Regions from separate parts of the Sus scrofa genome. Here region 2 is linked to region 1. Evidence: chromatin contacts called from public promoter capture Hi-C data. All regions are on one chromosome and are shown on one strand. Each heading gives the region's core, a stretch centred on a gene start, on an enhancer-like site or on the middle of the called end of the contact. The rest is flanking DNA. Distances are from core to core; before and after follow the strand shown. Region 1 holds the start of TSHR (thyroid stimulating hormone receptor). Region 2 holds the start of STON2 (stonin-2).

Region 1 (3,176 bases), core at 319-2,818:
CCAGGATTGTTCTGGGACAGTCTACAAGCTAAGAATGTTTTTACATTTTTAGAGGGTTGTATGAAAAAGAAAAAGATATGACAAAGACCCTATGCGGTCCACAAAGCCTAAAACATTTACCGTATAGTTCTTTACAGGAAAAGTATACCAGCACCTAGAGTAGGACTTTATTGGTCAGTCTAGAGAATTTATACTCAATTTTCTTTTAAAAAATTCGTATCTCATTTTTATTGTGATATGGTATCCCATTGTATGGATGTATCACTGTTGATCCATTACGTGGTAGAAGGACATTTGGGTGATTTCTAGTTTGGGGGATTATGAATAAAGACACTACAAAGATTGAAGTACACATCCTTTAAGTATACAGTTCAATAAATGTTGGCAAAATGTACATCCATTTATGTCCAGTCTAATCAAGATGTCGAACATTTCTATTACTCCTGTGAGTTCTCTCTTGTCCCTTTCCAGTGTTTCCCCTAGTCATTATTCTGGTTTCCATCACCACAGCTTTTCCCCCATATCAGAAGTTCACATAAATGAGATGATACAGTATGTGAGAAATTGATATTCCTTTTACCCCAAGAAGAAATAATTAGCAATGGAAGGCTTTTAAGAGGAAAATTGGCACAACCTGATTTCTATTTAAATTTATCTTTTTGGCTACTGTCTGAAGAATGACGAGTAGATGATACTGTGCCACTTAGGTATTCTTTTTCTTCCCATCTTCTGGGGGAAATATGGCTCGATAGAATTCCTGGGCAGACCAGAATTTACCAGTTGGCTTCAACTTGGTACAGCAAAGCGGGCTCATTGTTCAGTTCAAGGTGCTCGAACTGTTTCTGCCGCTCCCGGTTCTCCCCAGCAGGTGGCCGCAGAGCCCAGTTCGTGCCCTGCCTCTCCGAGTCCGCGGTCTGCAGGCAGAGCCGGACGCCACTAGGCGCCTCTTCGAGGCGACTTCTGCTCCTGTGGCTGCGCGCCCAGCCCGGGCTTGCGCTGAAGTTGGGGAGCCAAGAGGATCCTCCAGGGGTGTCTCGCCCCGGCCCTGGCCACACCTCGGGCTGGCAAGCCACGTGTGTCCGCCTCCGACCCTCAGCAGAGGCGTCCTAGGAGCTGAAAGTGTGCGGGACCCTTGTCCGCCCGAGACTGTCCGTTCCGCTGGAACTTTCTCTGAATAAGAGGGTGCGTGCAGTGGATCCCAACAGGCAGTGCTTTGGGGAGGTTACCCACGGGAAAAGGGGGCCCGCTGGGTTTAGCGACAAGGAAAGAAGAGGACATCTAAGTGAGGCTTTGGAGAGAAATAATGGGAGGAACACGAGGGGGCAGTTTGGAAAGCAGAGGGGACAGCTGGGACTGGTGTGGAGTGTCAGGGAACAGACGGAGCGGGCTGTGAGGCGTCGGGCAAGAAGTGAAGAAAGTAAGCAAGCTTGTTTGGGTGGAGAGTTGCCCAGGGAAACGGAGCACTTAAGAGCCTCTTCTTTCCTCTCTCCAGCCTCCTCTTTGGTGCTGAAGTCACAACCCCTTCCTCCTTCCTCCCACCCTTCCCTTGCTCCATCAGCCTGAGGGCACCGGAGGCGCAGAGGGCTGAAGATGAAGAGATAGCCTTGGAGGCCCGAGGAAAATGAGTCTGACGCCCCTGTTGCAGCTGGCGCTGCTTCTCGCCCTGCCCAGGAGCCTCAGGGGGAAAGGGTGTCCGTCTCCGCCCTGCGAATGCCACCAGGAGGACGACTTCAGAGTCACCTGCAAGGATATCCACAGCATCCCCCCCTTACCACCCAATACTCAGACACTGTGAGTACCAGGGAGGGGACGGGGAGGACTCAGCTGCCAAAGACAGCTGGAAGAGGTGGATAGAAGTGCACAAAAAGAGCTTGAGAAGAGGCCAAGGTGTGGGGGGGAGGGGCTGCGGCAAATTTGGGATTGCTGACTCTATAGTTACTTCAAACAGAAAAAAGGCAACTAAACTTTAGTAAAGGTTAAAGTGAGAGCTGTTCTTGCTGAAGAGTTGCTCTTTTGCTCTTTGCCTATTCCTAGTCCTGGCTGAATCTTAATTTTACTCAAAGATTAATAGCAACTAATGAACTGATCGTTTTGATCTTATTTTGTGTGATGAAAAATTGCAAAAAAAAGTGTTTCAACTTTTAATCTTTCTAGATGGGAGATTATCTGAGTAGGTCTCTTGATTCATCCAATAATTGACAAAAATTTAATCAAGGCTCTTTTCAAAATACAATTGTCTCGGTATACATGGGGATTGGTTTTGGGTATATCAAAATCTCAGGATGCTCAAGCGTAGTATTTGCATATCACCTACACACATTCTCCTGTATACTTTAGATCATCTGGATTACTTATAATACCTAATACAATGTAAATACTATGTACATAATTCTAAGTACAATGTAAATGCTGTGTCAGTAGTTGCCAGTGTGGAGCAAATTCAAGTTATGCTTTTTGGAAACTCTGGAATTTTTCTTCTGTGTATTTTGAATCCAGGTTTGGTTGAATCTGTAGATGTAAAAACTGCACATATGGAAGGTTGACTGTATACCCTTTATACTTTGTAAGAAGCTAACTTTGTAGGAAGTATCTGAGTTACTTATTTACATATGAACTACCCACCAATGTATCACCTCCTTTGGGATAGTAATGGTAGAGGTATGAAGAGACAGAATTTCATAAAACACATTTTAATCTGCATGTTAAATATTACCAAATCAGAAACTTGATGTTTAAGAAGTTTTATTTATCTGTTCCTTAACAGACATTTAAATCGATGACAATTGAAAGTATCATTGTAAACAAGGAAAGAAGCCTTTCTTGGATGTTTAGAAATAGAACAGTTAGAAAGAACAGTAAAACAATCTGCTTTTACTGTTTACTTAACTGGATAAAACCAGTTAAGGGAAGAAAGCACAGGTTGAGAAAGAAAATGTAGATAAATGAAAAGCAATGGTGAAGTTGTATTTAAGATTTCCTCAAGAATTTAGCTCATGGGGACATTCAACAGTAGGTTCTAAAAGTTTTAGCACAGGTGTGTCTTTCTGGGCTGAGATGCTTCCGTTTCTTATCTCACCTGGATTAATTAGTGCAATAACTTCCAAGTGGTGGCTTCTGTCTCCGTGGTGCCACCACAGAATGAAATTTGTTCTTTTGCTCTTGATTAACTCCTTATG
Region 2 (3,034 bases), core at 420-2,919, 420 kb after region 1:
GGTAGGAAGCAAGTAGCAGAGGGCTCAGAAATCCAAGCAAGTCTGATACTTAATGATATTCTAGATTTTCAAAAGACAAATTCTTGGGGCTAAGCGTTTACTTAACTCTTCAATTAAGTGACACGGTGACAAAGAACTGAACCAGACCACCCGGGTCAGAAACAGGAAAAAAAATCACCTGAAGTGGCAACTGCAATTTTAGGTTTCTATGAGCTGCCTGTATTTTGTTTTGTGGTGGGACTTTTTGTTTTTCTTCTTTCTCTCTCTCTCTCCCTTGTTCTCCACTCTCTACTTGTTTAAGGGAGGAGTAGGAGTTATAAGAACCTTCAAAATTTACCCCCAAATCAGCCACACTAGTGAGATTCAATAAAGCACCATGATATACTTTTTACATAATATTCATACCAATTTTCTCAAGGGCTACAGAGTTTTCTCAGTTTCTATTGGAATCCATTTATCTCTCTCACCATTCCAATGAAGCAGTTTTTTTTTTTTTAATCCCTCAAAATCCCCAGGATTTTGTACCTTTAAATGATACCGCCCAGTAACATTAATATTGCTTTAAGTGTAAAAAGCTGTTCAGAGCTCCAAACAGTCACTGGTCCAGTTTGGACATGTCTTCTTAAAAGACCATCCACTCCGAAGAATAAATAGTAAGAGCCAGCATTTACTGAGTATTTAGCACCGTCCTCAGTGTTTTTCAGCATTGGCTCATTTAATTCTCAAAACAACGCTATCAGGCAGGTAAAAGCATTGCCCTCACTTTACAGATTAGAAGAGTCAGGCCCTGCCTAAGAGACAGGCAGAGGCCACAGTTAATGATTCACTCACAGCCCTTTTAGTGGAGGCTGCAACACACACACACACACACACACACACCCCTACACACATCCCCACCCCCCAGCCCCCACACAAACTCTCATGGTCTCATCGAGAGGCGGGTGTCCTGCAAATTGCTTGGCAACGCGAGGAGGAAACTCCATCCAAAGCCCGGGTCCGCTGGGTCCAAGACGCCTCTGGGCGCTGTCCAGCGGGCAGCGCGCCTGAGAGGCGAGGCTGGGGTCCTGTCTCCGAACACCCCGAAGGTGGGGCAGAACGCCAAAGCCGGGATTTCAGGCTCAGAGCGTGGAGGAGAAAAGCACGGTCCGCAGGGACACCTGTTGTCGCCTCCCTACTTGGGCCAATGAAGACGGCCGGGGACCCAGCTCTCAGGGAAGACACCCATAGGCAGAGTCTGTGTAAGGGTGCGGGTGTCGCAGGTGTCTTGTCTTCCCCAATCCACCCCCGCCGCCTCACCTAGCTCCCTCTCACACCCGGACGCCGGGGGCTGGTGGAAACGCGTCTCCCGGGGGCTCCGGCCGAGGCTAGCCCCGGGGCTCTGGGGGCTCTGGCAGCACCCGCGGCGCTAGGACCTAGCGGCCGGCCCGACCCCCGCCCGCTCCACCTGCGGGGCCCCGCTCCCAGGGCACGCTCGCCCTCCCCCTGTGGGGCGCCGGCGAGGTTACCTGAGACGCGGCCCGCTGTTTCCCGAGCGTCGGCTGGAAGGTCGCCGCGGCAGAGCGAGCTGGGCTGGTCCGAGGCTCCCCGTCCGCTGCGCTGCTGTAGCCGCGCTCCTGGCAGCCCCGCGCCGGCTCGGGAGTCGGAGCTTGCTCTGCGCCCGCGGACTCCCGGCACCGTTCCAGCCGTTCCTGATTGGTCGCAGATCACGCCCGAGCCGCGCCCTGATTGGGCAGCAGGAAGCCTGGGCGGTGAGGCGGGGCGGGAGCCGACAGGACCTGCTCTGGACAACCCTGCACCGCACCCTCGTGTCCCTGCTGAACCCCGAGGTCGGAATCCAGACGCTGAGACCGGGATCTGCTCCTCCGCGCGAGTGGAGTCCAGCACCCAGCGGGGCGCAAAGCGTCGCTGCGAGTAGCACGGCAATGGCAGGGAGTGGGGATCGTCTGGGAGTCTCTCCCACACCCGGTGCCAAGCTGGATCGTGGAAATCATTGCTTCTCCCGTCTCACTCCTACGTAGGGTTTTGACTTCACGTTCATTTAATATTTTTACTATAAAAAGGGCGTAGGACACAGGGCAGTGGCTTGTAAACAGTGGGCGCCAAATTGTATTTGTAGACTCAGATAGTACTTGACACACGATCTTTTGTGGTCCAACCAAAACTTGCAAAGGGTAAGCGACTTATCCAAAGTCCTAATCACGTTAATAAATTATTAAGAACGAGAAAGACGGCAAGTGTTGTTTTATGAGGAATTTATGCCTAACTAGGGAGATAAGGCTGAATAACAACAATATTAATAACCCTAATGTTTTCATGGCGCGTAATATTTACCAGTTTTCCAAGTACTTTGCATGTATTAATTCGGGAACACAGGAAACAGCTGTCATAAGGATACCCACGTGTCCCGTGTGGACGCGTGGTGTCAGCTCTGAATATGGAGATTTTCTCCTGGAAGACACACTCAGTCTCTTCACATTGTGAAGGAGGGGCACAGGTTAGAATGGAGAGGGATTGTGGGGAATTAAAATTGATCCCATCTTCCATTTCTTCTTCCATTTCATAGTCTTTAGGCCTCCCAACATTTTCTCTCACCTGCACGGAATCTTTCTAAGGAATAAAAGCAAGCACCATAAATTAGGATGCCCCTAGGACTTTGTTCTACCACTCATAAAAAGACCCCCCCCCAAAAAAAATCCAGACAATGAGTAGGAAAAAAACAGTACAGATTCTATTTTAGGACCTTTGACTTAGGTTGCAGTAATGTCTTCTTGACAGCAAGTATGCAACCGGGTTCCTACAGGTGTTTCCCCCTAGTTCTACTGTCCTTTGTTGACAGAACCATGAGTGAGAAATTTAGTTTGGTAGAGAAGTTAAAAGACCCTACTGACGCATTTTAAACAGCCTGGTTTTTGCCCTAGAGTGAGCTTAAAGTCATCTGCTTTGAGGAACCAAAGACCCCAGGAGAAAAGTAGCTCAGATTTCTCCAGTTGATATCGATGGACAACTAACCAATTCACTTTGTACTGAAAAGATA

The links. Promoter capture Hi-C pulls out the DNA fragments that hold promoters and counts their contacts.
Region 2: a promoter capture Hi-C map of fetal liver shows a contact between it and region 1, with 3 times the contacts expected there. The contact joins the promoter of STON2 here to the promoter of TSHR in region 1. A contact is called at or near these places in 2 of 5 promoter capture datasets (fetal liver and liver), 14 of 47 Hi-C or Micro-C datasets (adipose tissue, alveolar macrophages, embryonic fibroblasts and 10 more) and 1 of 2 datasets of contacts at active chromatin or transcription factors (alveolar macrophages).

What each region holds. Positions count from the first base shown.
Region 1 is chr7:103,767,368-103,770,543 of Sscrofa11.1, forward strand. TSHR (thyroid stimulating hormone receptor) reads left to right here and starts at 1,569. Exons shown (of 10, transcript NM_214297.1): 1 at 1,569-1,791. The coding sequence starts at 1,622.
Region 2 is chr7:104,188,064-104,191,097 of Sscrofa11.1, forward strand. STON2 (stonin-2) reads right to left here and starts at 1,670. Exons shown (of 8, transcript XM_021099580.1): 1 at 1,506-1,670.